2 separate regions of the Macaca mulatta genome follow, and region 1 is linked to region 2. The links are chromatin contacts, called in public Hi-C maps. All regions are on one chromosome and are shown on one strand. The core of a region is the stretch at or near the end of the contact, and the rest is flanking DNA. Distances in the headings are between cores, read along the strand shown.

The links. Hi-C and Micro-C count contacts between places; a contact is called where the count stands out from the background.
Region 1: a contact with region 2 is called in a Hi-C map of fetal cortical plate, with 3 times the contacts expected there. The contact joins the promoter of ZFX here to the promoter of EIF2S3 in region 2. A contact is called at or near these places in 2 of 14 Hi-C or Micro-C datasets (fetal cortex germinal zone and fetal cortical plate).

Annotation. Positions count from the first base shown.
Region 1 is chrX:23,956,374-23,964,150 of T2T-MMU8v2.0, forward strand. It overlaps ZFX (zinc finger protein X-linked), which reads left to right and starts at 5,958. Exons shown (of 8, transcript XM_015127106.3): 1 at 5,958-6,141. It overlaps LOC144338493 (a long non-coding RNA gene), which reads right to left and starts at 6,539. Exons shown (of 3, transcript XR_013412709.1): 1 at 6,440-6,539; 2 at 5,619-5,709; 3 at 3,087-3,314.
Region 2 is chrX:23,856,296-23,864,054 of T2T-MMU8v2.0, forward strand. It overlaps EIF2S3 (eukaryotic translation initiation factor 2 subunit gamma), which reads left to right and starts at 1,638. Exons shown (of 12, transcript XM_001089902.5): 1 at 1,638-1,719; 2 at 2,292-2,355; 3 at 4,630-4,757; 4 at 4,842-4,963; 5 at 7,521-7,615. The coding sequence starts at 1,651.

The DNA.
Region 1 (7,777 bases), core at 4,708-7,207, 100 kb after region 2:
CATCCTGTAGCCCATTCAAGTGGACACATTAAAATTAACCATCACATCGACTAGGTCAGAATTTCCAGGAGTTGGGGCCTGGGAATCTGCATCTTTACCAAGGTGTTCCCTTGTAAATTCGAAAACTATTGCTGTTTTCTTAATCATAAGTGGTCTAGTTTTTATATATTTCATTGCATAATTCTGCTAATTGTTTTGCAAATGAGTAGTGTTATATGGTTCACAGAAAAGTGTGAGAAAGGAGGCCACTAATATCTGTAATGCTTGCCCTACTCCAAAGATTCTTTGAAATTTGAAGGTAATTTTTTCTGCGTGTATATATATTATGGGTATATATTATACATATTTTAAACTTGTTATGGAACATTTCAAATACATATACAAAGAGAATAATGCAACAAACCCCCATATGTCCATCATCCAACTATGTCCATCATCCAACTTCAATCTTGTTTCATGTATATTCCCTCACACACTTCACCCTGAACCCCCCATGTTATTTTCAGTGCTGTTTCTGATATCATATCGTATCATTTTATCTGTAGATATTTTGTTCATGTATCTCTAAGAGATAAGGACTAGTTTTTTTTTTTCCTCAAGACAGAGTGTAGCTCTGTCACCCAGGCCGGAGTCCAGTGGGATGATCTCAGCTCACTGCAACCTCTGCCTCCTGGGTTCAAGCAATTCTCCTGCCTCAGCCTCCCGAGTAGCTGGGATTACAGGCATGCATCACCACGCCTGGCTAATTTTTTGTATTTTTAGTAGAGATGGGGGTTTCACCATGTTGGCCAGGCTGGTCTTGAACTCCTGACCTCGTGATCTGCCCACCTCGGCCTTCCAAAGTGCTAGGATAACAGGCATGAGCCACTGTGCCTGACCGATAAGGACTAGTTTTTAGACATAATCACACCATCATTACATCTAAATGAATTAACAATACAATAATTTGTTTATATGAGCATATATCCAGTCAGTATTGACAAAATTCAGTGTTCATATTTCTCCAATTGTCTCACATTTTTAGTTTTTTTTTTTTTTTATTTATTTTTTTGAGACAGGGTCTCATTCTGTCTCCCAGGCTGGAGTGCAGGGGCATGATCTCATCTCACTGCAGCCTCAACCTCCTGGGCTCAAGCTATCCTCCCAACCTCTGCTTCTTGAGTAGCTGGGACTACAGGAGCCCCACTGTGCCTGGCTAATTATTTTGTATTCGTAGAGGTGGGGGTTCCATCATGTTGTCCAGGCTGGTCTCGAACTCCTGAGCTCACTGGCCTCCCAAAGTGCTAGGATTACAGCATGCGCCACCACACCTTACCTACAGTTTGTTTGAATCAAGATTGAAATGAGCCAGGTGCCGTGGCTTGTGCCTGTAATCCCCCGACTTTGGGAGGCTGAGGCAGGTGGATCACTTGAGTCCAGTTCAAGACCAGCCTGGGCAATATGGCAAAACCCTGTCTCTATGAAAAATACGAAAATTACCTGGCTGTGCTGGTGTGCACCTGCGGTTCCAGCTACTCAAGAGGCTGAGGTGGAAGGATCACTTGAGCTTGGGATGTCGAGGCTGCAGCGAGCTGTGATTGCACTACTACACTCCAGCCTGGGCAACAGAGAGAGACCTTGCCACAAGAAAAAAAAAAATGAAATGAAGTTCATACGCTGCCATTGATTAACATGTCTTTTAAGTCTTTTCTAATCTATTGATTTCCCCTCCTATTTTTTTCTAATAATTTATTCATTGAAGAAATTTTTTAAATGTTGAATTTTTCTTATAATTTGTTTTCTTATAATTTATTTGTTTATTCTTATCTTTCATTTGTCCTTTAGAGTTTCTCATCAACTGGATTTTGTTGACCGCATCCCTGTGGTTTAATTGATATGTTTCTCTGTTTCCTCTATTTCCTGTAAACTGGTAGTTAGAGCTAGAAGGTTAATCAAACTTAGGATCAAACTCAGGTTTGATTTTTTTTTTTTTTTTTTTTTTTGTCTAGTAGCATTTTGTCCTTCTGTCTTGAGGCATATTTCTGGTTTTCTCTCTGCTTAGCAGCCATCAATGATCATTGCCAAGGTCCATTAATTCATTAGGTGTTGCAAAATGGTGATATTCTAATTTCATCAGGACTTCTTCATGTATTAGTTGTAATACTTCTATTAAAAGGAAGGTCCCTTCATCAACTATTTGGTTACTCTGAGGAGTAGATCTTACAGGCTTCATCTCTTTGCCTTTACTGGTTTTCAAAATATTGGTTCCCTAGCATTCTCCAAAAGTGATCATTTTAAAAAATTGAAATATGACTCTCATACTATCAAATTCGCCCTTTTAAAGCATACATACAATTCACTAATTTCTAGTACATTTACAACGTTGTGCAACCATCACCACTAGTTGATCATTTTTAAAGTCTCATAAATTCATTAATATATCCACTGTGTTTCAATCCATAGCAATTATTTTTTTGACATTCAAATTTTCTTAACGTTAGACAACTGGAGCCTTCTTAAACTGGCTCCTGAAAACTTTCACACACTCCTAGTAAGCTTAGATACTTTCTTCTTTCGCTTTCTGCTATAAGGAGTTGTTCCTGGCTTATCTTATACTTTCCTGCTGCAGCCCTGGAATCAATCACTTCTCCCTTTCCTTTGGTGGAAAACTGTAGAGGCCCCAACTTTGACACCAGAGGTGCTCACTGCTACTGCTCATTGTTTCTAGGTCTCTATATTGATTTTTTTTTATCTCTTTAGTGGAGCTAGTTTGTTTGCTGTGCCCTGTGATTTATAATCCATGAAGAATTTGATTATTATATTCAGGAATTAAACAATGTCTTGTTCAACTAATGACTCATGTAAAAAGCACTGCTTGAAAATCACCTATTTGCCAGTCATTGTTTATTTTAAAATTATTCTCCTTGGGGAGAGTGTGTGGCTTACGGGCTCAGATGAAAAATTATTAATTGGCATTAATTATGGCCAACTGAATTCCAACAGAAGATGCGACTTGCTCACGCTAAGTATAACCTAAGTATCAGGTATCAGATAAATGGTTAATTTTTATAGGGCATGCTTAGTTCAATAAAACTAGGGCCTTTCTGGGGGAAGATAAATATTTTTTAATGTTTGGGATACGAAAAAAAAAAAAAAAGAATGACCACAACTTTATTCAAGAAGGTGTACATATTTTCATAAGCCAATAATGTATTACTTCTTATTTGAATTCCCATCAGTCTCTGATGTGGAGTGAAAATCAACAGCTTCTTTTTTGACTAATCTTTCTCCGGGAAAATGATTGAAAGGCCTTCTATCGTTTCTGGCTCAAGGACCTATAAACATGTCAGAGATTTTTAGTTAAGTTATTAAAACACTGTCAAAACCGTGAGTAAATGCTTTTAACTATCTGATGTACATTAACAGCTCCGAAGGAACAAATACATTTTAGCACGTAATCAAAATTCCTTTTACTGCTTTGAAACTAGCTATTTTGTATTCATAGCATTCTCTTTTGAAATGTTCTGCTCTCGACCTCCCTAGATAAAATTTCCTTTTATTATGTTTACTTGAGAAAATGAAAGTACTTAGGAATGTTTTTATTTTGCCTTACACAGCCTCCTTATTCGAGTTCCCCAAGGGCAAGCACATCTTTGTTACTTCCTGCGCCCAGAATTCTAAAGGTGCCTAATACGAAAACAATTATCAAAATTATCAAGGCAAGATAGGCTGCAGTAGGTCCTTTAAGTGCAAGATGTCTGGTGCTTAATTACCAAATGCTTTCAAGGATCTTAGGTGTCCTCAAGGTCCTATTGTGAGTACTTTCATAAAATGCATTTTGTATTTTATCACATCAAACAATTTCTGATCTCTGCTGTTTACACTTCCTTTTCATCTTCACTTTATCATGAGTATAATACTAAGTGTACTTCTAGTGAAATGATTTTTATCATTGTTCTTTTACCAGTTTAACAATGTTCTTTACAGACTTCCATAAATGGGCTTAAAGTACAAATTACTTTACTTTTTTTTTAAACTTAAGAAAATATAGTTGACCTTATCTGTATAGTCATCTATAAAATAACCGGACTTTATAAAGTTTGCTGGACTTTCATAAAGGTTTATCTAATCTAATAGAACTAGACCATCCTTTCTTTGTTTCCCACCCAAGTTAACAGTCTCTTCCTGTATGAAAAGTAATGACAAAGGGCTTTTTGAAAGTTATCAATCCCTAAACTACTTGTGATCTTTTAAACTGAGAAAACATCTTTTTCTTTTATGCTTGCCTTGGACACTGTTTTCTTAAGTGCTTTACACTGGTGGATGTATAAGTATTTGATGGTAATTATGGAAAAACTAACAATAATGGTGACATTAGGTTTTTCTGTCTTGAACATGCTGCTTACAGTTGCATGGATGATGAAGTGAGGCTCTATTCTTTTTTTTTTTTTTAATAGAGACGAGGTCTCACCATGTTACCCAGGCTAATCTTGAACTCCTGGGCTCAAGTGATCCTCCCGCCTCAGCCTCCCAAAATGCTGTGATTACAGGAGTGAGCCAGGGAACCTGGCTTCCATTCTTGCCATTCCGTAGCATCAAACTGAGGCCTTTGGAAAGTACTTAAACGCTGGTTATCAGTGTTTTGAAATATTAATGTGGGTGGCCGGGCACAGTGGCTCACACCTGTAATCCCAGCACTTTGGGAGGCCGAGGCGGGTGAATTACCTGGGGTCAGGAGTTCGAGACCAGCCTGGCCAACATGGTGAAACCCCGTCTCTACTAAAAAAATAGAAAAATTAGCCAGGTGTGGTGGCACGCGCCTGTAATCCCAGCTATTTGGGAGGCTGAGTCAGGAGAATCGCTTGAACCCGGAAGGCGGAGGTTCGGTGAGCCGAGATGGCGCCACTGCACTCCAGCCTGGGAGCGCAAGAAGTATTAATGTGGGCACACAAGCTATTTCTCGTTTTTTTTTTTTTTTGATTGACACAACATTGCTTAGTTTCACTTACCTTTCTGTAAAGTTTCTGTGAAAGTGTGTATCACAGCCTGATGTAATTTTTATAAACAATGAATACATGCTGTTACTATTTTTGAAAGGAAATTTAATCGCTCGGAAAAATTCAGACTAAAGCCCCGCGAGGAAAATTACCATCCAGTGCATGCTCAGAGATTTCTTCTTACTCTACTTTTGTTTTTCCTTTTTGAAAGCATTTGTGATTGAGAGATGTCTGAGGGAAGGGACAAATTGCATTCTGGGAGTTTTAAAGAGTTATGTCAGGCAACTAAAATACGTGGCCTCTGTATTTAGAGATTTCACACCAGTATACTATTTGCTTTATAATTTTTGTGTTTCTTATTGTTTACAAATGTCTTTTAACATTTAGTGCTGTGTGGAAGGATAGCATGCCAGATTCCAGATTAATGTAAAGACTCCACTATTTAACTTTTCCCTAGTAACTTTAAGAGTTTGGGTTCCAAGTTCAGCATGGAAAGATAGCATAAACATTTAAACTAAGTAAAGTGCAAAATGCACATTTTTGAAGTTGTTAAGTGCTGTTTAATCATTTTCCTCTTCTCTCCCAAGTCTTTTGAAACTTCAAAAGGCTTGTTTAAGCAGTTTAAAAAAAAAAAATCCATACCCAATTGGGCTCCTCTCTATTAAGGAATGTGGAAAATTCATGATTTATGAAACGATGACACCAGTCTTATATTTCACAGGCTCCCCAAGCTCTGAAACACGGGTACATAGGAAAATACACAGAAAATTCCTGTTCTTTGCAACGTGCGAAACGTTTCAAAATGCAACTTTGCTCATCTCCCTCCCCCGTACAAACTAATAAAATCAGTTTGGCTCTCTGACTGCTTATTTTTAAAAAGTAGACGGCCTGGTAGGTGCTCTAGGGATAACCCTTCTCCCCCCATTCCACCCCCCTTCCCGCACACCCTTTTAGACTGGCAAGCCCGTTTTCATTTTATTTCAAAGATTTTTTTTTTTTTTTTTTTTTTTTTTTTTTAAAGCGAAGGCAGGGGACGGCGGGGGTTGCTAAATTTATCTTCCTCCCCAGCCACGGGGATGAAGAAAACACATTTACTGCGGGCGGGGGTCTGAGGGCCTGCAAACAACTCGAGCTGGAGCCTCGGCCAGGACTGGCGCGAGAGGCGGTAGGTCTCCGGGGAGGCCCCCGGGGGGCGGCCGCGGCCCACGGGACATGGTGGGGGGCGGCCGGGCCGTCTGCCTCTCCGCGGGGTCCGCCGACCGCGGCCCCGCGCGGGCTTTACGGCCGAGGCGGCGGCAGCGGCGCGTGTGTGGCGGCGGCGGGCGGGAGCGCGGAGGAGGTGGAAAGAAGGGGGGCGCTGTCACTGAGACTCCGGCCGCCGGAGACCCCGCCGCAGCGAGGCCACTGGGCTCCCCGGTCGCGGGGCGGGAACGGCGCCGACCCGGGGCGCCAGAGGGACCCACCGGGCGGAGGAGGGGGCCTGTCTACCCTTCCGCATTTTCCTGGGTCTCTCTCCCGGGCGGTGACGTGACGTGCTGACGGCGGGCCCGTGCCGGGGAGCTGGGCCGCTTTTTGTCAGCTCCGAGCTCGGCCCCTCCTCCCTCCCTCCGCCCGCCCCACCAGCCGGAGCCCGGCCCAGTGCTCCAGAGAAAGGCCGGCCTGCAGCACCCGCCACCGTCGCCGGCCGCCCGCACGCCCGTCCGGTGAGTCCCGGGTGCCGCCGCGGCCGCGGGGCCTAGTGTGCGCACAGCGGCCTGGTCTTGGCCTGGTCGGCGGCCCGCAAGGCGCCCTCCCGCGCTAGGCCGGGCGGCGTGGCGTGCGGCGCCGAGCAGGCCCCGAGGAGGCCGCAGTTAGGCCCGGGGAGGAGCCCGGCTGCCCCGAGCGGCGGCGGAGGCGCGCTCCGTAAGCGGGCGGGGGTTGGGGGAGGGTCGCCCGGTTGTGCCGGAGGCGGCCGAGGGGCCCCGAGTCGGCTCCGCGGCCGACCCGGGGCACCGCGCCGGTGTGAGGCCTGGCGAGGAGGCGAAGGCTGCAGGCGTGAGGTGAAGGCCGCAGGCCGGCCGGGCCGATTTTCGCTATGTAAATATCGGTGAGGGGGGGAGGGACGGGGGACAAGATGGCGGCGGCTCGGCGCTTGCTGCAGGGGACGATAGAGGGGGTTGCCGGGAGGGGGAGCCGCCATCTTGGAGGCGGTGTCTGGAGAGAAAATTCCGCTACAGCCCGTGAGGGGGGGTGGGAGAGCGGGCGGCGGCAGCAGCGGCGCCGGTGACGGGCCCCGGAGGCCCGGCGCGTTGGCGTGTGCGCGCGGAGGGGCGTGCTCGCTCCCCGTGGCGGCCATTGCCCTTGCCGCCATGATGAGCGCTCGGGCTCCAGGCGCTCGGCGGCAGCGCCACCTTCCTGCCTTGCCTTCCGCAGCCCCGTGACTGGCTGCAGTTTCCGCTGCGTTTCAGCTGAGCTGCCGCAGGCGGCGACCGCCGCCTCCCGGGCGCCGGGACTATTTCACCCTCAGAGCCCCCGGCCCTGCGCCTTTACCCCGCGCCTGTAGCCACCCGAGGGCAGTCGGGGCAGGTGGCAGTCCGGACACCTGAGCTTACAGGGCATACGGGACCCCAGGAAATGTTATTTTTGCTTAAGTCAAATCTGTGTGGGTGCTAAGGTGTTTTCGATGCGGTTGTTTTCCCAACAATCTTTACCGCCCCGAGTATCTGAATAAAGAAAAATAAAGATTGATGGGAAAGTTTTTGCCATTCTTTTGTCCTATAGGAAAAAAAATTACACAACACGAAAGCGGAGGAATGAAATTT
Region 2 (7,759 bases), core at 388-2,887:
AAATAGCTGGGTGATGGGATGATCTGTGCAGCAAACCACCATGGCACACAGTTTACCTATGTAACAAACATCCTGCGCATGCACCCCTGAACTTAAAAGTCGGGAAAAAAAAAAAAGAGAGGTAGCAGAGAAATTATCACCTTAATGAATTTTTCTTCACTTCTCATATTGCCCCTCATTTTCCCCAATTTCCCTTTTATTTCATTTATTTTATATATATATATATATATATTTTTTTTTTTTTTTTTTTTGAGACGGAATCTCGCTCTGTCACCCAGGCTGGAGTGCAGGGGCGCCATCTCAGCACACTCACTGCAAGCTCCGTCTCCTGGGTTCACGCCATTCTCCTGCCTCAGCCTCCCGAGTAGATGCGACTGCGGGCACCCACCACCACGCCTGGCGAATTTTTGTGTGTGTTTTTTTTTTTTTTTTTGTATTTTTAGTAGAGACGGGGTTTCATATTGGCCAGGCTGGTCTCGAACTCCTGACCTCGTGATCCGGCCGCCTCGGCCTCCCAAAGTAGTGGGATTACAGGCGTGAGCCACCGTGCCCGGCCTCATTAATAATATTTATTTCCTAAAAGCTAACTTGATGACTACTTACAAGTATTGTAAAGTGAGCTTGGCTTCTCAGTATTCGTCATTGTGGCTTTCATATTATCTTTTCACTTCTCTTTACTATAATTTTGCATAATAGTTGTCTCACACGTTTTTATGTAAATAAATTTATTGCAAACAACAAAAAAGGAAATAGCTGTTTATGACAAAATTTGTATAGAAATGCACAGAGAAAAAAAATCACTCAACTGCTTTTCAACACGACGAAAAGTGGGTTAAGGTGTCAAGGATTTTTAAATTTTAAAATACCGATTTATCGGTAATCGAGGTTTTTTTGGACCTACTTCTTTAAGAAAAAAAACCAAAACAAAACAGCGCACTTTAGATGCTCTCACGACACCTAGCTAAATTCACTGGGAACGCAGTCTAACGTCACCAAGGCCCACCTCCCGGGCCCTAGAAATCACTCTCTGGGAACAAGCTAGGGACTTTGATTTTGCTAGCCCTGCCCCTCTGAGCCCTTCACCAAACCTCCGCGAGGGGGCGCCCGCCCCGCCACCCGCCGGGGCTCAGCACGCGGCCTTTTCCCAGCCAAGAGCCCCGTCATAGGTGGGCGCGGACCCCGAGCCGATCTCGCCTTATTAAATTACAGAAATCGGTATTCAAAAAAAAGGGCGGGGTGGACACTCCCTCTTTTCTGTTCTCACACCCTAGCTGATTCCCAGGTTTCGGGAAACTCCACAGGAAACGGAAATGGTCTCTCCCTGGCCAGCGCGCGCGCCGGGTTGCATCACCCGCCTCGCACGGGCCGGGCGGGGCGGGGGTTTGGTGGCTGCCCTCAGTATTGCCTGCACAAATATCTACCAGGTCTGCGACGAATTGCTCCAGCAACTTTGCACCGTGTTTTCCAGTAAGCCTACCGACAGGCACTGTGCAGATTCAAGCGGAGAGAAGTCCAAGTAGTGAGGCCGCTGCTGAACTGGCCATCCTGAGCCCCTACTCGGCCTTCCCGCCTCCGCTTCCCCGCCCCGCACTAGGACCCCTGCAGACGATCAGGCGGCAGCCGGGGTGACTTCCTTCCTCTTCTGGCAACATGGCGGGCGGAGAAGCTGGAGTGACTCTGGGGCAGCCGCATCTTTCGCGTCAGGATCTCACCACGTTGGTGAGGTTTTGCTTGGGGAGGATGTAGAGTGAGCTCGGGAGTGGAGATGACCGAGCCTCCCGGTGGCATTGGTACTAGTCAGTGTCGGGAGCATGGGTCAGGAGCCTGGGTCAGGAGGGAGACCTGGAGCTGGGCGCCTTAAGCCATGCTCACGCCGCCTGTACCCAGGCCAGTCCACGATCTGGGCGCAGAGGTGTACGGTCGTGGGATTTCGAGCTTCTGGAGGATTCGGCTGGAAGTCTTGATGTTGATTGTCATGGTTTCAGCCTCTTAACGTCTGGGAAGGGAGTGTCTTGTCTGTATTACTTTTAGTGCTAATGTTCCCAAGATTGGGGGAGCCTCTGATCCCCAGATATCCCATAGTTTAGTGGAGGTGTAGTCTGTTGTGTAATGATGAAGGGCTCTTACAGCTTCCCAGCCATAGGAGTACAGAGTTACCGATAGAGGAAAGGCGCTTTAGAAGTAGTAGAAAGCTGTGCAGATGGTGGCGAGATATAGATGGCAAACGTAAAGTCAAAGGAAAAGTTCTGCTTTGTTTTATGTGCGATGTTTTAAAATATATTTCATTGCAGGATGTTACCAAGTTGACGCCACTTTCACACGAAGTTATCAGCAGGCAAGCCACAATTAATATAGGTAAGAGTAACTTAAGAAACCTGATCTTCTTGATCTCCAACAATTAATTTTAACCTCACTTTTTGTGTGATTACCTGGATAATATGAGGATTCACATATTCAAGAAATAGATATTGAGTCCTTGTGAATAAAGCACCTGCTAGATTTGCGGGGGAAGGGAGCACAAAGAATGCTGCCCATGTCTAGCTTACAGACTTGGCAAGAAGAAAAAATGGAGACATAAGAAAAGTTTAGGGCCGGGCGCGGTGGCTCAAGCCTGTAATCCCAGCACTTTGGGAGGCCGAGACGGGTGGATCACAAGGTCAGGAGATCGAGACCATCCTGGCTAACACAGTGAAACCCCGTCTCTACTAAAAAATACAAAAAACTAGCCGGGCGAGCTGGCGGGCGCCTGTGGTCCCAGCTACTCGGGAGGCTGAGGCAGGAGAATGGCGTGAACCCAGGAGGCGGAGCTTGCAGTGAGCTGAGATCAGGCCACTGCACTCCAGCCTGGGCGACAGAGCGAGACTCCGTCTCAAAAAAAAAAAAAAAAAAAAAAAAAAGTTTAATAGCATAAGGCAGTATGTAGTCATACGTAGCAGAAGTTTAAGGAAGAGGTGAAAATGTGGCTGTACTTGCCACACAGGATTATTTCAAGGGCCGAATTTATGAAAGATTTATTTGATGTACAAGCTGTGATTAAGTAGAGGGTTTTTTTTTTTCTTAATTGGCACCTGGAACTTTAGAGGAGAAGTTACGTTGACCGAGTGTAAATTTTGGACATTTTGAGTTTGTACAAACAGCATAGTTAAAAAGTAAGACTAGTTTTTAACCTAGTTAAAAAGTAAGACCCCACCATGAGGCTATTAAAGTTACAGTATTACAGTCTGAAGCTTTAACTTATTAATGCAAACAAAGCCCAAATAAGCCTACAGGCCTTAAACTACTGCCCCTGCATTAAAAATTTTGGTTGGGGTGACCTCGGAGCATAACTTAATCTCCGAACAACCTATGCTAAGACTATACCAGTTAAAGCGAATTACTATGCATATATTGACCCAATAATTTGATCATTGGAACAAATTACAATTAAACTTAGGTTGTTTCCTTGTTTGTTCACAAATCCCTTTTTGTTGTGTCAGGGCCCATCATACCTGTTTACTTTAATCTGGAAATGCTGGAAGGTTCCTTAATATATAAAGTTCTGGCTGGGTGCAGTGGCTTATGCCTGTAATCCCAGCCCGTTGGGAGGCGGGTGGATTGCTTGAGTCCTGGAGTTGGAGACCAGCCTGGGCAACATGGCCAAACCCCATCTCTACAAAAAATACAAAAAATTAGCTGTGTGTGGTGGTGCATGCCTGCAGTCCCAGCTACTAAGGAGGCCGAGGTGGGAGGATTGCTCGAGCCCAGGTGGTTGAGGTTGCAGTGCGCTGTGATCAGGGCATTGCACTCCAGTCTGTCCCAGAGTATGGTTTTTTTTTTTTTTTTTTTTTTTTGAGACAGCCTCACGCTGTTGCCCAGGCTGGAGTGCAGTGGCGCGATCTCGGCTCACTGCAAGCTCCGCCTCCTGGGTTCACGCCATTCTCCTGCCTCAGCCTCCTGAGTAGCTAGGACTACAGGCGCCCGCCACTGCGCCCGGCTAATTTTTTGTATTTTTAATAGAGACGGGGTTTCACTGTGGTCTCGATCTCCTGACCTTGTGATCCGCCCGCCTCGGCCTCCCAAAGTGCTGGGATTACAGGCTTGAGCCACCGCGCCCGGCCTCAGAGTATGTTTTTTAAGTAAAGCTGTTACATGGAAGTTTCTCTTCAGTCCTATATGAGAACACGTTTCTAGTAGGAAGGCGTATGGAGGAGGAAAACTGGAAATCACTGTTGGTTTTATGTTGATATTTACAGTAAGTTATGGCTTTGGCTTTATTTTATTTATTTTATTTTATTTTGTGATAGAGTCTCACTCTGTTGCCAGGCTGACGTGCAGTGATGCGATCTCGGCTCACTGCAGCCTCCACCTCCTGGGTTCAAACGAGTCTCCTGCCTCAGCCTCCCCAGTAGCTGGGACTACAGGCATGCGCCACCACGCCCAGCTAATTTTTGTATTTTTGGTAGGATGGGGTTTCACCATGTTGGCTGGGATGGTCTCGATCTCTTGACCTTGTGATCCAAAGTGTTGGGATTACTGGCGTGAGCCACCATGTCCAGCCGGCTTTGGGTTTTCTACACTTAACACTATTTGAAAAAATATTTGGTATGTAATTAAATACACATGAATTAATTTTTTGAACTTTGACCATAGGTACAATTGGTCATGTAGCTCATGGGAAATCCACAGTTGTCAAAGCTATTTCTGGAGTTCACACCGTCAGGTTCAAAAATGAACTAGAAAGAAATATTACAATCAAGCTTGGATATGCTAATGCTAAGGTAAGCTGTGTACTGTGGAACAAGAAACTAACTTTAATTGTTGTGCAGATAATAAATCAAAATCTTTTTTTATTGAAATTTTAGATTTATAAACTTGATGACCCAAGTTGCCCTCGGCCAGAATGTTATAGATCTTGTGGGAGCAGTACACCTGATGAGTTTCCTACAGACATTGCAGGGACCAAAGGGAACTTCAAATTAGTCAGGTGACCTCTTTTTTGCTAAGCATACTACACTTTATATTTTATTGTCTTCTGTTTTGTACTTTTTGAAATATTGAGATGTTAAACAATGAATCTAATTGCTAAATGGTTTTGTTGTTTTTCCATTGTTTTATGTTTTTATGGCAAATCTGAAAAGTCAAGCATCTAAACCTGAGTTAAAATACTTACCTGCAGTTTCTCCAAACTAAAAGTATCACTTAAACAAAATAGAAAAACAACTCATTGGATTGAAGGGATTCTTTTTCTAGGCTTCCTGAATTTCTTTTAAACAGTGCTGTTTTTGTATATTAAATAGAGATGAACAGAGCCATTTCTAATTCTCTAAAACACTTGAACTTGTTCGCCATCTATTTTCTGAATATGATTGCATACCTGGTTTTTTATCAGGATACTGACATCTGTCTAGTGATGTTTATGGGGATTGGAGATGCCCTACAAGGAATGTTTAGATTGGGGCAGGGCTGGGACCAGGGAGAGACAAGTGAGGCCTTCACCTCAAGCCCAAAATTTAAGTGGGCCTGGGGGTGGAGGTATGCCAGAAAACTCAGTAATTAGGATAAATATTTTAATGCAGTTTTTTTGGAATTAATGCAAAAAATATGATAAACAATATCAGAATTTTAAATAAAGGCAGACTCAATATTACTGAATTTGTTTCCTCTCTTGCTTCAGTATCACTTTGTGGCTCAGCATGGCTTTGTATTTTGTTTATGATTGATTTTTTGCATTAATTTTGACTTTTTAAAAATATTGAATGCATATATTTTTCTTTCTTATTCTTTTCTTCTTTTTTTTTTTGAGACAGTCTCTCTCTGTTGCCCGGGTTGGAGTGCAGTGGTGCGATCTCGGCTCACTGCAGCCTCCACTTTCTGGGTTCAAGCAATTCTCATGCCTCAGCCTCCTGAGTAGCTGGGATTACAGGCATGAGCCACCACGTCCAGCTAGTTTGTATTTTTATTTATTTATTTATTTTTGAGATGGAGTCTTGCTATGTCGCCAGGCTGGAGTGCAGTGGCGTGGTCTCGGCCCACTGCAACTTCTGACTCCCTGGTTCAAGTTATTTTTCTGCCTTAGCCTCCCGAGTAGCTGGGATTATAGGCACGCGCCACCACGCCCAGCTAATTTTTATATATATATATATATTTTTTTTTTTTTTTTTTTTTTGAGACGGAGTCTCGCTCTGTGGCCCAGGCTGGAGTGCAGTGGCCAGATCTCAGCTCACTGCAAGCTCCGCCTCCCGGGTTCATGCCATTCTCCTGCCTCAGCCTCCCAAGTAGCTGGGACTACAGGCGCCCGCCACCTCGCCCGGCTAGTTTTTTATACTTTTTAGTAGAGACGGGGTTTCACCGTGTTAGCCAGGATGGTCTCGATCTCCTGACCTCGTGATCCGCCCATCTCGGCCTCCCAAAGTGCTGGGATTACAGGCTTGAGCCACCGCGCCCGGCCAATTTTTATATTTTTAGTAGAGACGGGGTTTTACCATGTTGGCCAGGATGGTCTTTTTCTCTTGACCTTGTGATCCGCAGGCCTCGGCCTCCCAAAGTGCTGGAATTACAGGTGTGAGCCACTGTGCCTAGCCTAGTTTTTAGATTTTTAGTAGAGGCGGGCTTTCACCATATTGTCCAGACTCGTCTCCATCTCCTGGCCTCAAGTGATCTGCCTGCCTCAGCCTCCCAAAGTGCTGGGATTACAGGCATGAGCCTCAATGCCTGGCCATTTTCCTTGATTACTGAGTTTTTTGGCATTCTCTTAAAGTTCGCGCTTGTCTCACTGTAGTCCTGGTCCTTAGTAGGGGATTAGCAAACTTTTTTCCACAAAGGGCCAGATGGTAAATATTTTCAGCTTTGCAAGCCAGAGTTTCTGTTGCTTCTGTTCTTCTATTACAGAAGCAGATGTAGGCAATATATGTATAAATAGATATGGTGGTGGGCTAGATTTGGCCTAAGAGCTGACCTCTGTTTTAGATCATGACAATGTGAGCATACGATGAAAAAAAAAATTGTGACTGAATGAATACCATAGTTTTGTTTTAAAAAGGGCTGCCATCTCTGTTTCAAATGGGCAATTCTAGCTTTTCAAGGTGCTACAGGTATTTTTGGAAAATAATTTTTTTTTTTTTTCTTAGTAGAGGCCAGGTTTCACTAGTTGGTCAGGCTGGTCTCAAACTCCTGACCTCGGGTGATCCACCTGCCTCAGCCTCCCAAAGTGCTGGGATAAGTCATTATAAGTTTTAGCTTTCAAATCAATGACATTCTCAGTATATACTCTACACCATTATTCTATACCATTTTCACTTTCGTTGGATTTGGGAGTTTCTTTATCTTCCGTTCTGCACATAACTAATTTAATTTGCTTTGTAATCTGCAGTGGTTTTAATCAGCTGGTGAACTTATTTCCAAGTTCTAGAAACACCAAGCCCTGTAACCATTTTATACCAATAAGATTATTTCCTAAGTTGATTTAACTTTAAAAAAATCTATAACTAGCATGTTTAAGTAGTGATTGATATTAAGGCTGATTGTTATTTCTCAATTGTTAGACATGTTTCCTTTGTTGACTGTCCTGGCCATGATATTTTGATGGCTACTATGCTGAATGGTGCAGCAGTGATGGATGCAGCTCTTCTGTTGATAGGTAAATACCTCACAATTGGTTTGGACAAATCAGTGTGGAGCAAATCCAAGATGAAGTATTTAAAGCGGAACTAAGGCCTTTAAGGATCATATCTATTACCTAAGGGTGACATGAATGGGAACTAACGTGTCATCCAGGATGACT